Linked DNA regions of Mus musculus: all the other regions are linked to region 1. Evidence: chromatin contacts called from public HiChIP or PLAC-seq data. All regions are on one chromosome and are shown on one strand. The core of a region is the stretch at or near the end of the contact, and the rest is flanking DNA. Distances in the headings are between cores, read along the strand shown.

Evidence for each region. HiChIP or PLAC-seq counts read pairs in DNA pulled down with a chosen protein or histone mark.
Region 2: an H3K27ac HiChIP or PLAC-seq map of oligodendrocyte precursor cells shows a contact between it and region 1, with 5 times the contacts expected there. The contact joins two enhancer-like sites. A contact is called at or near these places in 10 of 39 promoter capture datasets (the 3T3-L1 cell line, frontonasal cranial neural crest, hippocampal neurons and 5 more), 8 of 484 Hi-C or Micro-C datasets (the C2C12 cell line, the MC3T3-E1 cell line, cortical glia and 5 more), 12 of 115 datasets of contacts at active chromatin or transcription factors (embryonic basal ganglia, embryonic forebrain, embryonic hindbrain and 7 more) and 1 of 9 other capture datasets (embryonic stem cells).
Region 3: an H3K27ac HiChIP or PLAC-seq map of stem cell-derived neural progenitor cells shows a contact between it and region 1, with 2.1 times the contacts expected there. The contact joins two enhancer-like sites. A contact is called at or near these places in 1 of 484 Hi-C or Micro-C datasets (embryonic stem cells), 4 of 115 datasets of contacts at active chromatin or transcription factors (embryonic stem cells and stem cell-derived neural progenitor cells) and 1 of 9 other capture datasets (adipose tissue).

What each region holds. Positions count from the first base shown.
Region 1 is chr4:100,996,833-100,999,961 of GRCm38.p6, reverse strand. All of the region lies in intron 26 of Cachd1 (cache domain containing 1), which reads right to left. Among named protein-coding and RNA genes, the nearest start is that of Raver2, 71 kb to the left of the region's middle. Within about 2 kb of position 1,446, at least 26 of the 459 cell types and tissues checked have an H3K27ac peak or open chromatin away from gene starts, as enhancers often do. A contact at or near this core is called in cortical glia, oligodendrocyte precursor cells and stem cell-derived neural progenitor cells, where this site is marked.
Region 2 is chr4:100,791,741-100,794,869 of GRCm38.p6, reverse strand. All of the region lies in intron 1 of Cachd1 (cache domain containing 1), which reads right to left. Among named protein-coding and RNA genes, the nearest start is that of Cachd1, 17 kb to the right of the region's middle. Within about 2 kb of position 1,444, at least 41 of the 459 cell types and tissues checked have an H3K27ac peak or open chromatin away from gene starts, as enhancers often do. A contact at or near this core is called in cortical glia and oligodendrocyte precursor cells, where this site is marked.
Region 3 is chr4:100,810,087-100,813,215 of GRCm38.p6, reverse strand. All of the region lies in intron 1 of Cachd1 (cache domain containing 1), which reads right to left. Among named protein-coding and RNA genes, the nearest start is that of Cachd1, 35 kb to the right of the region's middle. Within about 2 kb of position 1,690, at least 33 of the 459 cell types and tissues checked have an H3K27ac peak or open chromatin away from gene starts, as enhancers often do. A contact at or near this core is called in stem cell-derived neural progenitor cells, where this site is marked.

The DNA.
Region 1 (3,129 bases), core at 197-2,696:
ACTGCTTTGCCTGGCTAGCCAATATTTCTTATTTGCTGCCTCTGCACTCCTAGCATGGAACACAGTGCCTCACACAAAGGAGATAGTTCACAGCAAAACCAGCCAGGTCCGCAGGTACAGATCTGTTAAAGGCATCTTAGAAACTGAGGCAGGAAGATACAGGCTCAAGGCTGGTCTGGGCTACAGAGCAACTTCAAGGCCAACTTGAGCAACTTAGATTCTGTCTCAAAATAAAGTTAAAAAGGGCCAGGAAGATACCTCAGTGGGAAACCACTTGCTTGGCATATACAAGGCTTTAGGATCAGTCCCCCAAACTCTAAAAAACAAGCAAGCCTTCGCACACTATAACTCCCCAAGTCATGACATCAATGTGTCTTCTCTTCCCCGTCGCTTTCCCTAGCATGCCAAACACTAGTCTCATATAATTAGGAAGATTTGGAAATCCATTTTTTTTCCTATTCAATAGTTTTTAGTCCAGAGATTTTCTATAACTATTTGCCTCATTGTGTTTGGATTTGAGATTTCCCCAGAGGCTGTTGTGTTGGGGGCTTGGATATTGTTTATTGTGCTTTGGGAAGGGGCTCAACCAAGATGGCTCCAACCTCATCTGTGGACTGATCCCTTGATACATTCAAACCATGCAGCATTAGTGGGAGCAGGTCGGAAGTAGGTGGTGGGGTCCAGTTAGAGGAAGTATGCACCTGGAGGCTCGCCCTGGAAAGATATACCTCACCCACCATGAGGCCATCACTGTTTGCTTGGCCGGGGCCCAGAAATAGCATGCATGGCTAGCTAAGCATAGACTGAGACCCGTTAAACTGTGAGCCAAAAATACGTTTCCCTCTCTGAGGTGGCTTCTCCCAGCATCTGCAAGTGATGAGAAGTGTGCACCGACATGACTCATTCACTCCACACTTTCCGAGTATTTAATTACATGAATGGGAATCCCCAGGGCACAGCCAGTGGCAGAGCAGCAGGTAAAACAATGCATGCCCTTTTCTTTCTCTTTAAGCCTGCTTTTGTGGGTGTATGTGGTAGTCGTGTGAGTATGGGTGTGCACGTGTGGAGGTCGAAGGACAATCTCTAGTGTTGGTCCTTACCTCCTCCTTTGCTAGAGGCAGGGTCTCATTTGCTGCTGTATACACCAGTCTAGCCCTCCCACAGGCTCCTGGGGATTCTCCCATCTCCACCTCCCATTTCACGATGGGAAAGAACTCTGGGCTTATAGATGGGGCTTTTGTGCCTGGCTCTGTGTGGGTTCTGTGGAAACTCAGGTCCTCACTCCTTGTGCAGCAAGCGCTTTGCAAACTACAGAGCCTTCTCCTCAGCCCACAGACACATTTTCTCATCCAACAAATAACCATTTACTCGATGCCAGGCAGTTGTGCTGTGTACTGAGAACTGCGAGGGATCACGGAAAAAAATGTTATCTGAACACAAAGGACCTCTGGCAGCAATTGCAAAGGCATATGTAGAAAAGCATCTATGGAGATAGCCTCAAGTAAGATCCACACTTTAGGAATGAGGCCAGGCACCCATGAGGAATAGAAGACCAAACTTGGCTTCTGTAGTTTAGCATTCTGCTTATGTGTTTATGTTCCACTTCCTGAGACACTGTTACTTGGGAAAACCCAAGGTTCCTTCAGGGACTCACTCGCCATCTAGTGGCCACAGGCAGTAACTTCAGGAGAATAGTTCCAAAATATGTCTGCTTTTGACTAGGTTTTTGTTCATCATTCAAGGATGAGGGAGAAATCCCATTTTCAAAAAGAAAAGGTTGCCTAGCGATTGCACACACACACACATACACACATGCACGCGCATACACACTCAAGGAAAAATTATCTGTCTAAACTCGGCTGTGAAGTTTCTAATGAGGAAGTAACAGCAATATAAACTCACAAGGGGCAAATAAACACATGCTGGCTGCTTTTTTCAACTTAAAAATAATCCAGCAGATACCAGACAGAACTTGCTGTTTTCAAGAGAAATATGAGACAAAGCAGACAGACACACGGTTACAAAGCTGTTTAGTAAGTAGCTCAACTTGAAAGGCTCATATGCTGCCGACAAGAACAAACACTTTTAAGTTGTCTTGGGATATTGATGAAAGTGGGGTTGGGGTATTCGCAACACAAGAGTATTTGCCTAGCATGCACCAGATCCTAGTTTTCATTCCCAGCACCAAAGGTATAAAACCTTATGCTTTAAAACATGTCCTCACGAACTATCTCTAACAAGTTTCCAAGCAATCGAAATTTTCATTCTAGGAACATCATCACTATGCAGCTTACCAGGGGCCTAGGTGTTTAGCACTCTAGCATACGCATGCGTGTGTGCACACACACACACATGCACGCACGCACACTCAGCATAACGTAGAAGCCTGGCACTGCTTTCTCCTGAGCTCCAGCCCTTCCTTGGATCATGAACTACTTTCCCTTTCTCCTTTGTTCACTCCAGGAGTCTCTCTCCTTCCCCCATGTATGGATCTATGAACACATCTGCGCGTCATTTCTGGGTTCCCCTAGAGTATTAGCAGGGAGGAGAGAGCACAGGTGCAACCCCCCCCCCCCTGCTCCCACCGTCCCATGCCCTTTAATCTTCAAGGACTTTACCAGGTAGAAATTTTATTCCTGTTATTTATGTATGTATTTATTTTCGAGACAGAGTGTCCCTGTGTAGCCCTGGCTGGCCTGGAACTTGCTGAGGAGTAGATCAGGTTAGCCTCCACATAACAGGATCTGCCTGTCCCCGCATCTAGAGTTCTGGGATTAGATGTGTATTACCACAGCTGGCCATTCTACTTTTAAGAATCAGGAAACTAAGGACTAAAGTAGCTCGCTAGAGTCTCAACAAGAGGTGATAGACTCTAAAGTGAACTCATCCTTGCCTCGAGGGTGTCCCCCAGCCCCACATTGTCCAGTGCACAGGACACGCCCAGTACAGGAATGACACACAGGACCACCACTCAAAACCATGTTGACAAAACAATCAATTCTATTTTCTCCCTTAATGTGCACGTAGATTTTATCCTGCTGGCATGGCAGGGCCATCCACGTGATGGGTCACTTTTGGTGTCATGCTGTATAGGTTCAGGGATACGACAGCCTACCGTTAGGCTCCATT
Region 2 (3,129 bases), core at 195-2,694, 210 kb after region 1:
GGGAAAATGATGCTTGCACTTCCTCAGACTTCTAGCATTATGTTGGGTGTTCTCCTAAACTATCTCATTTACCCCTCCAAAAATCTTTGGCTATGTTCCTTTACCCTTTAGTTTTAAGATGGAGTCTCACTATGTGTAGCCCATGTGATGCATGTACATGGTCCTAGCATGTTCAACATGCCGGGGTCATCATCCCTGCGAGTGTTCTTGATGCATGTCCCATGGTCCTGGCATATCCAACATGCTGGAGTTTTCATGTCTGCAACTGACCTCAGTGCATGTCCCATGGTCCTGGTATGTCTATGATTGCTGGGGTCTCCATTACAACTTAGATTGTACCTTCATAGATCCACACAATGGTCACTCAGGGCCTCCAGCTAGAGACTCTGACCCTGACACATAACTCCTGGCTCTCTGAAACCTTTATGCAAGTTTCTATGCTCCCCCCCCCCCCATTCTTATGTCTTTCATGCCTATAAAGAGGTGCCACATGGATCACACTAAGTTCTGCTGTCAGCTTGAGGTATAGTATACCTGCTCTGGCCCACAGTTGTCAGAATCTTTCCTTTCAAATGAACTTGCTTTTTTTTTTCCCCTAGAGTCTTGGCCTTATGGAACCTTTTCTATTTCTAATATACACACATACACACACACACACACACACACAAGAATGCAAGTACCCTCAGAGGCCTCCTGATGACAGTAGAGTCACCAGTGGTTATGAGCTGCCCACTGTGAGATCTAGGAACAGAACTTGGGTCCTTTAAGAGAGTAGTATTTGCTCGTAACTGCTGAGCCATCTCTCCAGTCCCACCCACAACCGCATCACAGCTCCTGATTCTCCTGCCTTAGCTTACAGAGTGCTAGAATTATAGATGTGCCACCATGTCTGGGCTTGCCCAATTTTTAGAATAAAGAACCTAAGGTTCCAAGGGACAGTAAGAGAAATTTGATTAAAATCCAAGTTCCTCTATCCTGGCTTTTGGGAGTTGTTCTGAGAACAAGATCTGCTTTTGTTTCTTCTGAATGTTCTGGAAAGTTGACTTCAGAATGAGTTTTGCAAGCCAGAGTGCTACAAACTGGGCTCACTTCACCAGGGAAACCCTCTGCATTCCTAGAACAAAGCTTTTAGCTTTGCAGGATTCTGGCCTTCAAAAGCACATCCACAAAGCTACCAGGTTAGCCTTCCTGGAAGGCACTGGTGGGGGCAAAATAGAGAGTCAAGAAAATGGCAGCAGAGTTATAAAATAAATGAGAAACCAAGTTATTGGTTTCTAAGAAACACAGAGGAAGAAGAGAGCGCAGTAATTGTTTACAGGCCACTTGAGAGTCAGCTAAAGGTGTCAGAATGAAGAAATACAACTTGAAGCAGACTAGCAGGAAAGAGTTAATCCCTCAGAATTGGTCCTCCAAGGCACATGACCCATTTGCATCCATGAAGCCAGAGTCTTAAGCTTTGCATACAAATAATTTCCCTGAACTGACCTTTGCTCCCTGCTGTTCCCAGCCTGCTTACCAACTAACTTCAGAAGAATGTGTGCCCCAGCCCAAGTGGAAAGCAGGCTGTATTTGATCAACCACTCCAGCATTCCCAACGACTGCATGACTTGAAGTGGACATTAAATACATGAAGCGTTACTTATGTCATTGTTTACTTAAGTTTCTCCTGATGAATTTGATTCACAATGAGAGTTTCAGATTTTGCAAGGAAATGTGAATGCTTTGTGGAGAAAAACATTTTAGAGAATTCTCATGTGACAATAATAGTACGATATCTATATTTTTAAATGTTACGACTGAGTCCATTTAAAAAGATCAAATGCTAATAAAATGGAAGACATGGTTAGCCTTCTCTGTAGGTTCCACATCTTTGAGCTTAACCACATGAGGATAGAAAATACAGGAGAAACTTTCATCTGTATTGAACATGTACAGATTTTTTTCTCATACCTATTCCCTAAACAGCATAGTAAGACAACGTTGTAGTGTGCATGATTAGTAATCTAGAGATGACTTAAAGTCTACAGGAGGGCTGGGGAGGGGGATCATCTACAAATGCTAACTAAGTTAACTCTGAGCAGGCTTGGGTTGTAGGTCCTGGAGCCAATCCCCTAACATAACCCAGGAAAGTTCTATCTCAGCTCACTGAAGAAGGCATACCGTTTGGCTGAGTTTAAGAACATAGCCGGTGAGCTAAGAGGAAGAGGGAACAGTCTTCCCAGCAGACCTCCCAAATGTCCACTCGGTGCTGTTTATCTTGGGAAACAGCAATGCAATACCTTCACGTCAACAACTTATGACCAAAACACCAAAACAAAATTAAACAAGAAATTCACCATGGTCCCAATTTGTCTTACCTCACATAGAGGACACATTTGGAGGTAGGAGAGAAAACGTAAAGAATAGTTCTCACAGGTTATCTCCTTGATAATAATTTACTACATCAGGATGAGATTTTTCGTAAAATAAATCTTGAGTGTTTGAAACAGATATGAATGACCTTGTAAGTATCTCAAAAAATAATTTGTTACACTTGCGTTTATTTTCATTTGAATACATGTTGTGATTTAGTTTTGAGAGCTCAATAAATGACTGCAGGCTGTTTGAAACTCACACTTTAAAGTCACAATTCTATTTTTAACTCTTCCAATATAATCATGACATTGAAACAGCCAAATATGAAACTAGAGATGGGAAAAGAGAGACTGGTCAAAAAGTGGAAACTTGCAAATCACAAATTATAAAAAAAAAAAAAAAATACCTGCCTCGATGTTTGAAGACATGATTTCATCTACAAAAATTATTATGTTGTTACTGTATCTATGGTAATATTTTTAAAAACATAAATGCCTTAGCAATTCCAAAGCACAATCACTTCACGAAAAAAGTTAAACTCATAGTCTAATAATATATGATGCATTGTTACCAACTGACCTGGGGTTCTTACAATAGCTAAGGGCATTAAGCTTCCCAAATACTCATGTTCACTCAACACCATCCATAATCTACATGTCCCTGAGACTTATAAACAGGTGCTTGAGAAATAGACCTTCAACTTACACATGAGTTACATCCCAATAAACTTATCATTAGTGGAAAACTGAGTATCAAAAAGTCAACATCAAAACA
Region 3 (3,129 bases), core at 441-2,940, 190 kb after region 1:
AGGTTTAGCTCACAGACATGAATCTTGGGTACCTAGCCAGGCTACTCAGCCAACCCAGAGGACTCCAGGAGCCACTGTAGCTAGGACAGCTACAGGAAGGGAATCTTCACTCTTCCACTACAGAGCCCCAACAATGCCCAAGCTATTCAGTGAGTCAAACATCCAAACAGTAATATCCATGGCTTTGACAACACTACTTGAATGTCTTCCTCAGTTGAAGATGGTGACTTAAAACCAGATGTTGCTATAAGAAGAAGGAATCTCCGACCCACCCAACTTGGGATCCATGTACAGCACCCCACTGTCAGCATCCACCCCTTTAAACATCTAATTCATGTCACCCATGGGGCAGACACAATGTCAGGAGGCCCCAAATCTCATGCAATTTGCAGTCAGCCCAAAGGTAGGCACAACTAGAAAAGAGAAAATTAGAACCAAGTAATTGGTCCACAGTTACACCTCAGTCAGTCTATATTTTTAGTATTACACTTACCACCTAAATATAGTAGGATTTCAGTGTGAACATCTGCTTCTACTCCTCTGATTGGCAAAAGTAAAAGAAACTAGGCAGGTACTTTGCTATGAAACAATCCTTTAATCCTAGCACTTGGGAGGCAGAGGCAGGCGGATTTCTGAGATCGAGGCCAGTCTAGTCTACAAAGTGAGTTCCAGGACAGCCAAGGCTACACAGAGAAACCCTGTCTTGGGGGGAGGGGGGGAATTGAATCCACCAAATAAATCTAACTGGTGGAAAACTGACAGAGACAGGGTTCTGGCTCATTCACAAGAGGAGTGAGGAATTAGAAAAAAATACACGTCTCTTTAGTTATTTCTTTCAAAGTGTTGTGGCTGAACTCAATGGCCTGTGCGAGCCAGGCAAGCAGCCCACCACTGAGCCCCAGGACACAGAAGATTCATTAGGTCAAACAAAGACTGTCTTCTTCAGGGTTCCAATGTAAGAAAACATGGTTCTTAGGTACGCCATCAGTGGACATGGAGAAGACATTGCCTCCCTTTCAAGGAAAATAGATGTTTTCTCCATTTAAACGTATTTGAAGCTTTTCATATGCATGCCTTTGTGATCAGTAGAGCCAGCATTTCAGTAGGGGGTTGGGGTGGGTGGGAAATTTCTGAAGTGGAAGAGTAGTAGGGCTTGAAGCTCTACAACCAGCGCTTCATTTACAAGAGAAAGGGAAACACAGGAACAGAGGCTCAGTTCCCCCAGCTCTCAGCAACCCCAGCTCTCACAGCCAGCTCGGAGCAGAAATATAAACAAACACTCTAGACGACAACAACCTAGCCAATCTCTTAGCACCTTCAAGAGAGAATCTTAAAACAGGACATCATACTCTGCATAAACAAAGATCATTCTTGAAAAGCTATCACCTGGTATCGAAGCTCTGATTTCCCCCTTTCTTCTTTTTGCTCTTTAACATAAATACATTCCGTGCTTTGACAGATTTTAGAAACTAAGCCCCTCCCCCCCACAAAGGCACCATTCAATTCCAATGTCCTTGGAGTGTTTTATCTGGGGATTAGACAACTATACCAAAACACAGCTGTTCTAGTTTTTTCTCCTTTATTTTTCACATTATATTAAAAAAAAAAAAACCCTCCCACTATCAGCCAGTCCAATTAGTTACTTGGTATCAAAAGGCGGCTTTGGTCTTTCATCTTCAGGAAAAACTGGATCCAAGCGACAGGGTGTCATGGAAACTGTATCTTGGGTCATTTCCTGTTTCAATTGTTTAGCCACAGAAAAAGTTCTGCCCTATCAGATGGAAATTAATGACTACTTGCCTTTGCTTCTGAAGATCATGCAACTAAATGAGAGAGAGAGAGAGAGAGAGAGAGAGAACTCTTTTTGACCAAATTTTCCCACCAATACTAAGAAGTGCAGAGAGAACAGTGCACCCAAAATGGCAAAACACAGACTGATGCAATGAATGAGGTTTTATTCCACTCAATTTCTGTAATCCCATGATCAGCTTGAAGGCTGTCATTGTGTTTGGGAAATACGGCTACGGGATAAGTGGTTTTAATTGTGGTTCTCTTGATTCATGCTCCTCCACTTACAACACATTCTCAAGCTCCCCTAGTATAATTCTGCTTCCAATTTGGCCATTAACAAGAGAGAAATGGCATTTTCCTTTTCAACGTGAACTACTGTCAACATAAGAAAAAAAAATACAATTGGAAGAGAGGCTGTGCTGTACCGATTTCTCAGCAAGCAAAACACCCACAAAGGCACATAGGTGCAGATGGGTACTCAGAGCTTAAAGCCTAAGGAATATGTGTTTAGAAAACAAAGTCCTGCCTAGAATTCAGTAATAATGACCGAGTGATCTAATGTACACCATCATATGTGAAAGACAGAAACAGCGCCAAGCAGGACAATGGAGAGCTAATCTATTAATGTAGCAAACATACCTCCGGTCCACATATGGGCTTGGGGAAAAAAATGTGGAAACAAAATCATTTTCAGGTTACAGGAGGATTTGCTCTAGTTAGGCACCCCTGAACTGTACTGAATCCAGGGCCTCTGTGTGCTAGGCAAGACTGACCTCCATCCCCAGCCAACTGACTCTGGGGTCAATCCTGTTCACAATTTCTGTTTTACATGCTATCCTCCCCTTAAAATCTACAGTAACACTGCAAGGGGATGGCTCTATTGTTATTAACAGTAAGGTGGGACTGGTGCTCTCTAGCTGGGAACCTCCTTTAGTGTTTTCTCACTATCCTTCAAAGACATCTTCCAGGAAATTGTCCTTAATTTACAAAAAAGATGTAGGTAGGCAGTGATCTTTTCTTTATACGCACAAAACAAGAGAAACTGAAGCAGTTTATATGAACTAATCAGACACTATTTTCTTATGAAAAAGTAATTAAAATGTGGAATTAACTGCTAAAGGCATCAACACACACACACACACGCACACGCACACGTTCAAAGAAACAGTGGACCCAAACTAACTTAAATCCAAGAGATCAGCCACCACCCAGCCACCAGGCCTCTGGCCATGAGCAGTGAAACTGGGTTTTCCCCAAGAGAGACAATTCAATAACAAAGATGGAGCTGCTGGGGGGAGAGCTGCAACAGAAGAGAAGCTGCAAACAGAGGAGAAGCTG